Linked DNA regions of Gossypium hirsutum: region 2 is linked to region 1. Evidence: chromatin contacts called from public Hi-C data. All regions are on one chromosome and are shown on one strand. The core of a region is the stretch at or near the end of the contact, and the rest is flanking DNA. Distances in the headings are between cores, read along the strand shown.

What was found. Hi-C and Micro-C count contacts between places; a contact is called where the count stands out from the background.
Region 2: a Hi-C map of leaf shows a contact between it and region 1, with 2.9 times the contacts expected there. The contact joins the enhancer-like site here to the promoter of LOC107955041 in region 1. A contact is called at or near these places in 10 of 34 Hi-C or Micro-C datasets (anther, callus, fibers and 2 more).

The regions. Positions count from the first base shown.
Region 1 is chrD07:51,351,841-51,358,768 of Gossypium_hirsutum_v2.1, forward strand. LOC107955041 (fasciclin-like arabinogalactan protein 7) reads right to left here and starts at 4,070. Exons shown (of 2, transcript NM_001327631.2): 1 at 3,962-4,070; 2 at 2,460-3,449. The coding sequence starts at 3,416. The coding sequence ends at 2,625.
Region 2 is chrD07:51,542,367-51,549,294 of Gossypium_hirsutum_v2.1, forward strand. No RefSeq gene overlaps it. Among protein-coding and RNA genes, the nearest start is that of LOC107956810, 19 kb to the right of the region's middle. Within about 2 kb of position 4,230, at least 9 of the 9 cell types and tissues checked have an H3K27ac peak or open chromatin away from gene starts, as enhancers often do. A contact at or near this core is called in fibers, hypocotyl and leaf, where this site is marked.

The sequences.
Region 1 (6,928 bases), core at 2,820-5,319:
TGCGAAAGTTAGACTGACTTAGGCACATTTGGAGTGAATAAATTGTTTAAAGTTGCACGAATTGCGAAACGAAATATCTAGCCCCGTGATAGTTGGTATCCGAGCTAAGGTTGTGAATGCACCGTTTAAGATGTCGAAAAGAGTAGGCAAGCAAGAGCCAATGGAAACCCGTGAGAGGATTAGGAAAGTAAGTTGATCGCGGGATATGCTGTCAACTTTAGATGGTAGGGTGGCCAAACTTGAGGGCTCTATGGGTGATGTGAAGGAGACCCTCGAGGAAGTTGATGGGCATACCACAGAGTTGGAATCGAGGTATGATAAACTCAATGACCAAGTCTCAAAGGCCTTCAGTGACAATATGGATGTGATGCAAGGGGTCCTAAATACTGCTGTGGGCGAGGTAATTGAGAAGAATGATGCTCTCAAGGATACGGTGCCAACCTTGAAGGAAAATATTGAGGAGCTCAAGGGGGAGCTTAATATCTGCAAAGTCTTCGGGTAATGGGGTGTTGGCTACGACACCTATGCCTAAGGTATATGCCTCGAAGTCGAAAGAGTTCAATGGGACGAGGTTCGCAAATGATGTGAACAAATTTTTGTGGGGGATGGAGCAATACTTCCATGCCAAAGGCATCGTGAATGATGCTATAAGGTAAATATTGTTGCCATGTATTTTACTGATGTTTCTTTGTTGTAGTGGAGTCATAGGTCCACAAATGAGAAATGAGATGGTACCACTATTAGGACTTGGGAGGAGTTCCATAGAGAATTCAAGGCACAATTTTACCCAGAGTATGCCGAGGATAAGGCTCGAGCTAAGTTGCGCTGGCTTACACAACAACACACAATAGAGGAGTATGTGCGGGAGTTTAGTGAACTCATGCTCTAGATTTCTAATTTGGGTAAGAATGAGGTGTTTTACTCATTCATGGATGGGCTAAAGCCCGTGGGTGAAACAAGAGTTGCAACATTGAGAGGTCTAAGAACTTTCCAAAGCTATGATTGTAGTAGAGTCCTTATTTGAGCTTGTTTTGAGGAGAAACAAAGCTCAGAGAGAGGGGCAACGATGAGAGAGATGAGGAAGGGTCAATCGAGAATAGCAACAACAATTGTGGCAATAGGAAACCACTGAATAGGAAGTAGAAGCCCAACAGCAAACTAAAGAGGCCAGTGAGGTGCTTTCGTTGCGAAGGTCTGCATATTGTGAGGGATTTTTCGAAACGATCCATGATATATGCTATCGAAGGGAATTATAAGCTAGATAGAAATCAATAAGACTTGGTTTGCTTGTACGTTCTATTAAAGCTAAGAGAGTTAGAGAGAATGGGAAGAAGTCAGTGGAGTGCTTTCTTGTGTTGTGGTCCGTATAGGAAGCGGGATTGTCCAGAGCGATCCAAGACTTTCGTGATTAGTAAAGAAATGAAAGTGGAGCTAGAGAATGAGGCTTTGAAGCTTGGGCAAATGATACTCAATTTTGCAAAAGCGAAGAGGGATCACAAGCAGAAACCATCCTGAATCGAGGTGCACGGTGCCAGAATCATCGATGAAATTCAAAGTGTATTGGCCATCAACAAGTGTAGTGATGGGGCATTTTGTATTGAGGTCATTGAAGTCGGCAAGGCCATAGTATTTGGGCAAGGCATGGAAAATGATGAACGATTTAAGCTGATCATCATTGAGATTAGGCTATGATAGGGTATAATTTACCCTTTATTGGGTTATGAAATTCACTGTTGTGGAATGATGCTACATACTACAAAAGTTGTATTTCCAACATACTAGCTTTCTATTTCTTATCTATTTTGAACTCATGCTTTCATTTACATCAAAGTATACACGTTACGCATACATAGTTTATCATCCATTCGGGATTAAGGTATATCACACTATGAACGTGACAAGTGAAAGTGAATAAATCCATAAACGGATCTAATCTTTATTCTACTTAGGTCATGTCTGATTTACCATAAGTTTAGTCAGTCACATCTATGTCTCTATCTTTTATGAGTCATCAACTTCGATACTTAAGATAAGGTATCTTCCCAATTGAAGTTGATAGATGACATGTTGGTCTTTTAATTAGTTTGCTTGTTTCCGATAAGACTAAGGACATGTTAAGATTATCTACTAATATAAGTTGTCTTTTTGTATTATGATATGATTATATAATACCGCTTAATGTTAGTTAAATGTTAGATAATTATTGAGCTAGTATTTACTTTTATTTTTCTTTATGTGGAAAAATCGTTGAAGATAATATAAAAAAATATTTTGTTAAACCAATTGATTTTGTTTTATGTTTTATCTCGTTTCAGCTTTTTAGTGCTATTTATGTCACCACTCACCCGTATTGTTGTGTCTGACTTAATATAAATTGTAAGCCGTGGAAGTTACTTATACATGAATTCTAATAATAAGTAAATAAAAGAAAACAGTAATCCATGCAAAAGGCGATTTAACTTGAAATGGTAATTATAACACAAGAACTTCCATTCTTAACACAGAATCTTAAGAACATATACAAGAAAAAATGGTTTTATAATCGAAGTAAATTCAATTGAGAAACTCAGAGGTGTGCTGCCCCCCATGAACATAACTTTAAGACTCAAAATGAAGTCTTATTATTAGAAAAGCAGAACCAACCCACCTAAGACTGCCAAAACCAGATGACTCCAAATGCTCAACTTCATAACCCTATGAGAAGCTGAATCCGATGGCAAAGCCTTCGACGGAGAACCGCCTTCTTTCGAGTCTGCGGATGGAGAATCCGCAGCTGGGCTAATATCAGGAGCTGGGGATGGTGCAGGCGTTGGAGGTATATCGGTACCAAAGATAGCCTCAGGAAGAAGGACCTTATTCACCTGATATATCGCGACGGGATCGGTCGAATGTACAGCGCTGGATACTTTTGTTTTGCTCCATCCTGAATCGAGGTGCACGGTGCCGGAGTCATCGGTGAAATTCAAAGTGTATTGGCCACCAGCAAGTGTAGTGATAGGGCCTTTTGTACTGAGGTAATTGAAGTCGGCAAGGGCATAGTATTTGGGCAAGGCATGGAAAAGGATGAGCGATTTAAGCTGATCATCACTGAGATTGGACAATGACGGCTTCTTAAGACCCTTGAACGAATCGTCTTTCGGTACGAAAATTGTAATGCCTTGTTCAGTGTTGTTGGCTTGGCTTTGGAAGGTGTCAATCACTTTAGTTGATTCAAGGTAGTTAAGGAAAGTGTGAAATGGACCAGCCACAGAGAGTAAATAGGTTAGGTTTACGTATTCTGGTGCCGGAGCCGGTGCAGGTGTCGGAGTTGGGGTCATTGCCACCGGAGCCGGTGGACTAGCCGTTTGCCCATATGTCAAGGAAGAGCACAGGAGCAATGCAGAACAAATTATCATAAAATTCCTGGAAAACTGCATTTTTCCCAGAAATTTGGTATTCGGTCCAAATTCCTACGAGAATCAAACCCATCACATTATGAACAAAAAACTGATATAAAATTCCCTAAGATCAAAACCGCATTTCACAATCTAGATAAGCAACTTCAAACAGGATCTAAAACAATTGAATTGCAGATGACATAAAAATGTGAAGACCAAAACTCAAAAATAAAAATAAAAACAAACAATTTTCAGCTCTTGAGCTCCTTCAGATGAAGTTGAGTAACAAAATTCCCCGAGTAATCAAAGTTCAGAACAAAAACCCAGATCAAATCTAATATTCACTTTACATTGAACTTCACACTGGAAGTTCCCTGAAAATCCAAATAACTTCCTCAAGAATCAAGAAGGAGAAAAAAAAAACTACAACCAGAAATGTACATCAACAGAAGCTAAAAAGAAAAATTTTTAAAAAAAAATTCTAGATTTAACTTCAGCATTAAATTAACTTGAAAGAAGAACTAAAGAATGCAACTTTAACAGAAGCAAATTTCAATGAGAGCAGAGAAATGAAGGACAAAAACCTTGCTAAAGAGGAATTCAGAAAGAAAGCTTAATCCTTCGCTGACCAATGTAGCAGATTGGTATAAGCTGGGAGACGCTATATAAAGATGTGTTCTTTTTTTTTTTGATAATTTTTTTATTTTTGTGGTAATATTTTAAGGGGAAAAAAAAGAAAAGAAAGAGAGAACATGGACCTCATTTAATGTCTCATTCGTATAGATTTTATGGTTAAGAATTATGTTTTATATTAATTGCCAATAAAACTTTTTAACTTTTTGTAATCAAATTAAAATAATATTATCATTCTTTATATCTGAAATAATAATTTCATCATTCTTATACCTTGAATTTTTTATTTTAAATATTTTATTTATACATTCAATTAACCACGACCACAACAATTCAAACAGTTGTATTATTTTTTAAGCATAATGATTTATTTGTTTCTCGAATTTAAAAAAAATTATTTTAATCATTTATTTAATTTTTCGTTTCTTTTAATTTTTAAATTTGTACTATTTGTCAAATCATCCCAAACTGGATAAAAATATTAATGTTTGTTAACTTTCCACATGGATGCCATATTGACACTTAAATAATTTTTTAAAATTTTAAAAATTAAAAAATTAAAAAATATATAATTATTTAAATTAATTAAAAATTATAAAAAAATTTAATATTTTTAATATTTTAAAAAATAATTAATTATCAACGTAACATACATTTAGATTGTCATGTGAATATTATGCCAATAAAATTAATAAATGTTAACTTTTTTTTGATTTGGAAAAATAAATAAATTTAACGACTAAAAATGACTAAAAAAAATATAACTATTTATATTTGGATTGAAAGAGAATGGGCGGTCTTTCCCTTAAAGGAAAATTAATGCATATTTTTTATGTTTTTTAATTTGGCAACTTTTTGAAGGAAAGAGGACATGTTAGGTAGGCTTTCTTAATCACTTTTAAACTAATTAGTATTCTAATCCTTTGAGACGCCAACTCTTGTGCTCTTCACCATACTTTATCATCATTTTATTTCTCATCCAAGGTTTTCATACGTCATAAATTGGTCTTTCCTATATCTAAAATTAGTTAAAAGTAATTGATTGAGTCTTAATACTGTGCATTATTGTTAATGAAGGAGGATGCGAGTTTAAGTATATTGAATCGCATTATCCTCCTATTTATGAGTTAGGGAAGGATTATAAATAATTCTAAGTATTGTGCCAAAAAACATATATGATTAGAATAAAATTAATTAAAGATAAGTAATAATTAAAAAAATTAAATAAGACCATAAAACTTGTGGAAGTTTATTTATTTAAAGAAAAAAAGGGGAAATTTTTGGGAAGAGAAGTGTCGGCACTGATTAAGATGATATTAAGAGAAAAAAATAATAATTCAGCATTGATTACATCTATTTATATTTAAATAATATTCTTAATAATTTCTTATTGCTTATTTATTATAGATTGTTTTAATTTGTTTTTTAAATTGTTAAATCGTTACTAGTGATTAAGCGAAGTGCTTGAAAGGAGTGACAGGAAAGTGGGTACTTCTCCGGTACTAAATCTGGAAATCGAAAACATAAGACACATAGGAATTGTTTATACAGTTCGGTTTTCCTACATTTGTAGAGCTTAACTCAGTGAGAAATATTCTCTCTCTTCAACGGTTACAACAAAATGAACCTAACTTATCACACATACCATGATGATTTTCCTCACTTTCAAACTTTGAAGAACAATACTTTCACTACTAAGTTTACTCCAATGAACTCAGCAAGTAAAACCACAACAAAATCGATTCTACTAACAATTTGCACTCTAAAAAAAAATTCACCAACTTGAACAAGATAATTGCTAAAAACTTTTATTTACAAAAAAACCTATACAAGCCTCTCCCTTAAATAAATTTATGTTCGAGACTTGCTAACATAGAAGATCTCTAACAATGCCATTAAAACAATAATGCAATAAAATGTTTACAATATAATAATAGATAATAAATCAATCAAGGACTCTTGGCAGCCAATCACATAGAATTTCAATCAAATCCAAAAATCCATATTGAAAGAGATTGACTTGAAGTGATTTAATTTGATCCGATTTTTAATATAAGATTCCCAAGTAATATGTCATTCATTGTTGGGCTAAATATCCTTCAAATAATCAACACAACCTATTAAACCGTTCAATAAATTGTCAATACTTCAATATGAAAACTATCACTCAACAGCTCCAATGTTAGTGAAATGGACACTTCCTCAGTACTTAAAAAATTTAATATTTTTCAATAGTTTCAAAATTAAAATGCTTAAATTTTTTTTGTAATTTTATATTTATCTTTACCCAAATCTAACCATAATTAATTATTATTGTATTTGAAAAATATAATTTTAATTTGATAAATGTTATTTAAAATTATATTTTAAGTTTAACAATTTAATATGTATTAATTTTAATATTATAGTATTAAAAATTAATTCAATTAAGTAAAATATTAAAATAAAAATAATTTATTTAAAATCAAATTTATATTTAACATATAAAAATTATTAAAAAAGTTAAAAAACAAAAAATAATTTTATTTTAATTTTTCAAATTCAACATTCTCATTCTTGAGATTGCTTTTAACGCAAGTATAGATTTGATTTTCAACCAACCTTGTTAGGCACTAGTTAAGGAAACCTTTGAAGAATAAATAATGATTAATTTTACATTGTATGTAATAAATTTGAAATTCCAACTTTACCTTTTAATTTTTTTTAAGCTATGAATTTTTTTGTTTAATATAATAGTTGGTACTTGAATTTGACATGTTTTTCTTAATTTAGTATCTCAATTTGACACTTTTTCTTAAGTTTGTATTTAAACTTTTTGGGGGTCCATTTTAGTACCTCAACTTAACTCTTTTTCCTAATTTGGTACATAATCTTTCTTTTGTTAGATTTGGTACTTGTCAAATGTTTTACAAATTACT
Region 2 (6,928 bases), core at 2,980-5,479, 190 kb after region 1:
ATAGCTTATAGACAAGTTGCAGAAATGAATCCTGCACAACAAGATCAAAGAGACGAAATTGCTAATGCTCAAAATCTGGTCATAGTTGCTGATGACAAAGACCGTGCCATCCATTAATATGCTACGCCTTTATTCAATGAAATCAATTCGGGAATTGTAAGACCCAAAATTGAGGCATCGCAGTTTGAATTGAAGCAAGTGATGTTTCAAATGCTTCAAACGGTGGGAGAATTTAGTGGGATGCCTACTAAAGATCTACACCTTCATCTCCCCTTATTCATGGAAGTAAGCAACTCTTCCAAATTAGCCGAAGTATCTGAAGATGCTTTAATATTGAAGTTATTCCCATACTTGTTGAGAGATATAGCACATATATTATTCCTTTTTTAACCAATCTACCATCTCGTATGGAATATATAAGTAATTTTTTAACATCATCCCAAACATTAGCTAAAGACCGCCAAATGCATGAACAGTTGCTACGGTGAATATCATTCAGAAATAACCCATTAATGCTATATTTATTCCTCAAGACCCAAACCTAGAAAGCTTCTGTATTAGCGATCAAATTATAACCCAACTTAAGAAGAAAGATTTTGTTTTGATCTTGAATCCACCGAATCCCTAGCCCCCCATTCACCATTGCACACAACAATCCTTCCAACTAACAAGTAATGCTTAGTAACACTGACTTAACCAGGGTAAGGTGGCCAACTAGAGATAACTTATGTTCATCCCAACCATTAAATCAACTTCAAACTCTGTTCAAAATGTCTTGGAAAGTATTAAACCCAACTCTATTGTGAAAAGAAGGTACACTGAGGTACTTCCCCAAATCGTTTACTCTAGTAAAACCAAGTTTGTCACCCGAACTTATTGCTACCACTTCAAAAACATTGCGAGAAAAGTATACCTGAGTCTTCAATCTATTAACTCGATGGCCAGAGAAGTTGCAAAAAATATTTAGAACATTCTTAAGACAATCTACTCCCTTCTTATCAAGTCTACAAAAAAAAGACAAGATCATTGGCAAAGAAAATATGAGATGCTGTTGGCCTTCATTGAGAAAAAGAAAACGGTCCCCATGTCTTTTCTTCAATAGCAGCTTCGATCAAATGGCCTAACCGTTCTATACCGAAGACAAAAAGATGGGGAGAGAAAAGATCCCCCTGTCTTACACCTCTAGTCTAATTAAAATTGTCTAAGTCCATAATAATTGCATAGAAGGCGAAGAAACACAATGCATGATGGTTCGAACAAGAATTCTTGGCAAACCGGTATCATTCAAAGTGTTTTGCAAGAAGTCCCAACAAATTTTGTCATAAGCTTTTTTTAGATCCACTTTTATTGCCATCCAACCCTTTTTTGCTTTTCGTGTACTTCATCGTATGAATTGCCACCTATGCAATGATGATGTTGTCTGAAATGCAACACGAGGTTATGAAGCTAGATTGATTTTGTTTTACCAAGACTTGCATGACTTTTTGAAGTTGGATGACTATTGTCTTTGTAATGATTTTGTATAAAACGGTACATAAACTAATGGGTCTATACTAATTGATGGATTCCACACCTAAACTTTTTGGAATAAAGACCAATAAGGTTTTTTTTAGTCTTAGATCCAGAGGTCCTCCTATGTAAACATGTCTAACTATCTTGAATACACTGTTGCCCACTATATCCCAATTGCCTTGATAGAATTTGGCATGAAATCCATCAACTCCAGGAGCCTTTAAAGGTGCCATGCTGAAGACCGCCTATCGAATCTCATCCATAGTAACCACAACATTCAGTACACTTAAGAGACAATCCTCCAACTTTGGGACACGACCCTGGACAGGGAAGTTCCCGATCGAGTATTGCTCTACAATATACAACTTTGAAAAAGTACTCAATAGCATGGATCTTTATTATTTCATCATCGTAGCACCACCCAGTACCATCAATCTTCAAAGCCTCAATTTTGTTCTGTTTGCACCGCTTCATGGTTCGATTGTGGAAGAAGCTTGTGTTTCTGTCTCCATTAGAAAGCCAGTCACTTCTCAATTTTTGAAAGCATAACAATTCTTCTTGAGTTAGAACATTTTCAATCTCAAGTTGAATGTCAGCTTCCCTTGTTCTGAGTCGCACAGAATTACAATGCTCCAAAGCTTTCTGTATAGGTCCCAATTTTAGCATGGCTCTTTGCTTTCGCACAAAAATGGTTTTATTCCATGCTTGGGCCGATTGAGTGAAATTCTCCAGGTTCATTGCAATATCATCTTCTAGTTTCCATGAATTTTTGATGACGTCACAGAATTTAGGATGTATTAACGAACTTGCTAATAAATGAAAGGGTCTCTCCCCATACTTGCCGGATTAGTCAAAACAAGGATAGGACGATGGTCAGACTTCAATTTATACAAATTTCGAACAGTGGTGTTTAGTGCGAATGTTTGCAAAAGATCGTTGTAAAGAGAGCAATCAAATCTCTGGAAAAAACTGCCCCTATTCCAAGTAAACATCGAGCCTTGGAACCCTAAATCATGTAGTCCATGCTAAAAAAAGAAAGACCTGAACTGATTGCATCTTGCTCGGTGCAACTCAAATCCGCCTTTCTATTCGTCGTTCATAATAATATCAAAGTCGCCCACAACCAACCATGGTTCCTCAAGGTTAGTAGCAAGCCAACCCAATTTCTCCCATAATTGTTTCCTTGTACCTTGCTATTGACTAGCATATACAGCAGTAAGAGAAAAGAAAAATGGCTTAGGTTATTATGGATGCGCATATGCATAAACTGCGAATGAACTTTCAGGACATCTAGAAATTCGCAAAACTAGAAGCTTCAACTCTGAACGAAATATTAAAACCTAATTTCGCAATAATTGAATCAGCCTTATTCCCACTAATTCGTGTTTCAAAAAAAGTCACAATGTCTAGACAAAACTTTTCCCTATACTTTTTCAAAAAATTATGAAAGCAAAGGTGTCCACACCCTTGGCAGTTCCAGAAAAATAGACGAAAATTAAAAGACACCATTAAAAGATGGAGAAATGTGAGAATGGTACCAAGGATTTCAAAACGATTCAACATCCATCAGAGTTTCATCCTCTGAACCTTGCACCCCATCTATCTCTCCTGACATTGTCGTAATCTCTCTAGAAGTATGACTTAACCCCTAGATTATGCCATCCATGGCTAGAGCAACCGGAAGAGATGAGAGGTCATCATTTGAAATATTAATTGGCTCTTGACATGTGTTCTCGCCTGATCTTTCACTGTTCACGTCGAGTGGGTATTGGCCAAAATTCTCCCCCATGTTTCATTTAGGTTCAAGGGTAAAGGGATGATTCATTTCTTTGTTTGCAGTAGTATTTCCTGACTTAGCCAAAAATTTAATCGCCACATTTTTCCTACTGTTCAAATCTGAGCCCACTATTTGAAATTGAATTGGATTTAGATCATTGTCTAGGATTTTTGGGCCCATCTGTGATCCATCATCAAAAGGATAAACATTTTGTCCGAAAGAGGATGCACGTTTTTTGTTGGAAGGCTTAAGAATGTTTAGGTCTTCATTTTGTTTGGAAAACCTACCGAAGCTTCCTCTCTTACCATATCTTCTATGCCCGCATCTTGTGCTCCTAATTTTCAGCTTTCATCAATGCCAACTAATCCATAAGATTGCTTTTTTTTCCTCTCTATGATTAACATTGAGGGACCCGAATCTAGAACCACAAACCACACCACCATCTATGTCGTTGTTGGGGTTCGCCATCAATCAAGGCTTCCTCCTCTGTTTGCATTCAACAAGCATCCCAGGACCAAACTGCTCATCCTCAACTTCTTTTTGCATCTCAGAACCCCGTATTTGTGACTGGTTGTTTTTTTTCTCCGAGGCAACACCTTGACCAGATTTGTGCGAAGAAAACTCTTAGTTGTGCCCAAATCTCCCGCAATGAAAGAAACCATAGGTAAGGATTCATACTCGAAACATTGAGTTTTCCCATCGATTTGTGTGGACAAAACTCTCGGTTATGCCCAAATCTTCCGCAATCGAAGCAAACCATAGGTAAGGATTCATACTCGACACATTGAGTTTTCCCATCGTTTTTAACTTTTGAGACTAGAGGCTTTCCCAAGTCAACGTAGACCGTAAGTCTAGAAAATTTCCCTCTAGAGCTATTATCTATATTATGGTCGATCTTCACCACCAGGCCGATTACACTTCCAATAAAATGTAGCAAACTTTTGGTGCACATACCCCTTGGCAATCCCAGTAACATGATTGTCCAAGCCCAAATATGCCCAGGTCCAAATAAATAAACACTAAAAAGAATAAAACAATAAACAAGCCCAAACATCAAACCCACCCCACTGGCCTAAAACACACACAAAAAAACAAACGACAGAAACCCTAAAACAGCCTCCAACACAGTCCCCAACCGCCGCACGTCTAGGAACCGGACTCCGCGCACGTGCGCCTTTTCCACGACCTCCGTACCTGTGAGAAAAGCGGATCCAACACCAGTATACAGCGCAACAATAACAGAAAATAATGATTCTTTTTGTATTTTTTGGTATTTTTTTTTTATTTTTTATTTCGGTTATATAAACCGATTGTAAAAAAGAAAAAAGAGGGGGATTTTTTTTTGATACGAATGAAGAGAAATAAAAGATAGAAAAGTGGAGAGGTAGTTGATTTTTTTTGTTTGTTTTATTTTTATTATTTATTTATTTATTACCAGAAAATAAAAAAAAGGGGGAAGAAACTTATTTACTTTGCCGCGTTTGGCGCCGTCTGGAGGCCGAGGTTCGTCGTTTCCAAGGACAAACGACACTATTTTTTGGCAGGGGAGTCGAAAAAAACTAAAAAAAATTGATTTTTTGGCCATCGTGGACGGCAGCGCCGTCGCCAGCGACCGGCAGCCGCCACGGTGGACCGGCGTCGGAGTAATGGCTGGATTCTGGGGAATTGAGAGAGAGTGGAGAGGTTTTTTAAGTTTTTTTTAAAAAACAATGGTTGAAATGAATTTTTTAAAATTTTTTGGGCTTAAATACCTATATTAAAACGGTGTCGTTTTGAGTTTTAAGTTCAGTGGCCGAAACGACGCCATTTTGGCATTAGTCCCTTCCTTACCCGCGTGTCAACCCGACCGAAGGAAGGATCTGCGTGTTTTGTTCTAGAAACTAAACCTCATATAGTGAGCTTTAGGAACTTGCCCTAGGTAGAACTATACCAAACCCTAGTGGACTCTTGAATAAGTGCTTTTATTATTTCATGTTCGTGTTGAATTATGTCTTTATGCATGATACTAACTTGGGTTTATTTTGCTTTGGCTGCATGGCATTTTGACTGCATGACATTTCATTATAGAAAAGAGGTGTTGATTCATGTTCGGTTGTTAAATAGAGAGCTTGTCACGGAAAACGAATTTCTTGATAAGGTGGAAGGTAATACGGTTGTCCGAGTATAGTCTAAGAAAACGTGACACGAAAGGTGTAATAGTCTAACAAGAGGAGTATATGACTTTGCTGCGTTGCATGAGGATTCAAGTTGACAAAGATTATTCAAGAGTCATTAAACGTCTCAACCTCTTAAAGAAGCTAATGAACATGAGTGAGAACGGAGTTAAGACCTAGATCAAACAAAAAAGGAGCTAAAATTTGCGAGATGCATCTTAATATCCAAATGATCGATGTCTTCGCTTAGAGTACAAGGGCGAAGCCGTATATATCAACTTTATGTAAAGAGATTTGCTTTCTAGTGAAGCTGTTCTAGTAAAGAATTGAACCAGAATCAACGTCTCTTTTTGCATTCATTTTATGCATTTGCATTACATTACATCATATGCATCAAAGACTATTAAAAGATCCTAACCAACCAACTAACCAAACACCGTTACTGCACTCGAGCAAAAAAACTAAGGACATGGATCAGAGATTGGAAAAGCTGGAACAGTACCAGAAGGAAATGCAAGACCGACTTCAGCTACAACTACAGGAGTGGTTAGATTAAATTCAACAGGATATGTCAAAAAAGATGGTGGAATCCCAAAAAGATATGATGGCTAAGTTGACCCAACTGTTGACTGGGGAAAGTGATAAGGGAAAGGGCCCTATGGCTAATGTCAAAGAGGGAAACGATGATGAACCCCTCTATCCTCCAGGCTTTACTCCTCCACATGTGCGAACCCAAGCTGAAGTATACCCGCACAAATCTTCTGTCACAATCAGGCCTCAGCAGTTTTAGGCCGGTGCTTCAAACTTCCAGGATGGATCGAGCTCTAACCCCGAAAATAAGCCTACTAACTCTGTCATTCCTGACTTTGATGAAGTGGCTGAAAAAGAAAGAATAAAAGAAGAATTGCCAAAACAGTTGGAGGAAAGGTGAGAATGGCTCGAGGAGAGGTTTAAGGCAATGGAAATCACTGAAAACTATCATGGGATTGACACTAAATATCTGAGCTTAGTCCCGGATTTGGTACTCCCTCACAAGTTTAAAATGCCAGAATTTGAAAAGTACAATGGAACTAGTTGCCCTAAAGCTCATATCACCATGTTTTGCAGGCGGATGGCTGGATATGTTAATAATGACCAGTTGTTAATACATTGTTTCCAGGATAGCCTTACAAGGGCAGCATCTAAATGGTACAATCAATTGGGTCGTACCATGATTGGTTCATAAAGGGATTTAGCGCAAGCGTTCATGAAACAATATAGTCATGTAACAGATATAGTTCTTGATAGAATCACCCTTCAAAATATGGAAAAGAAGTCGAACGAAAGTTTTAGGCAATATGCACAAAGGTGGAGGGAAGTTACTGTCTAAGTTCAGCCACCGCTATTGGAAAGAGAAACAACAATATTCTTTGTCAATACGCTGAAAGCCCCATTCATTACGCATATGTTAGGAAGTGCTACAAAAAGCTTTTCTGACATATTATGA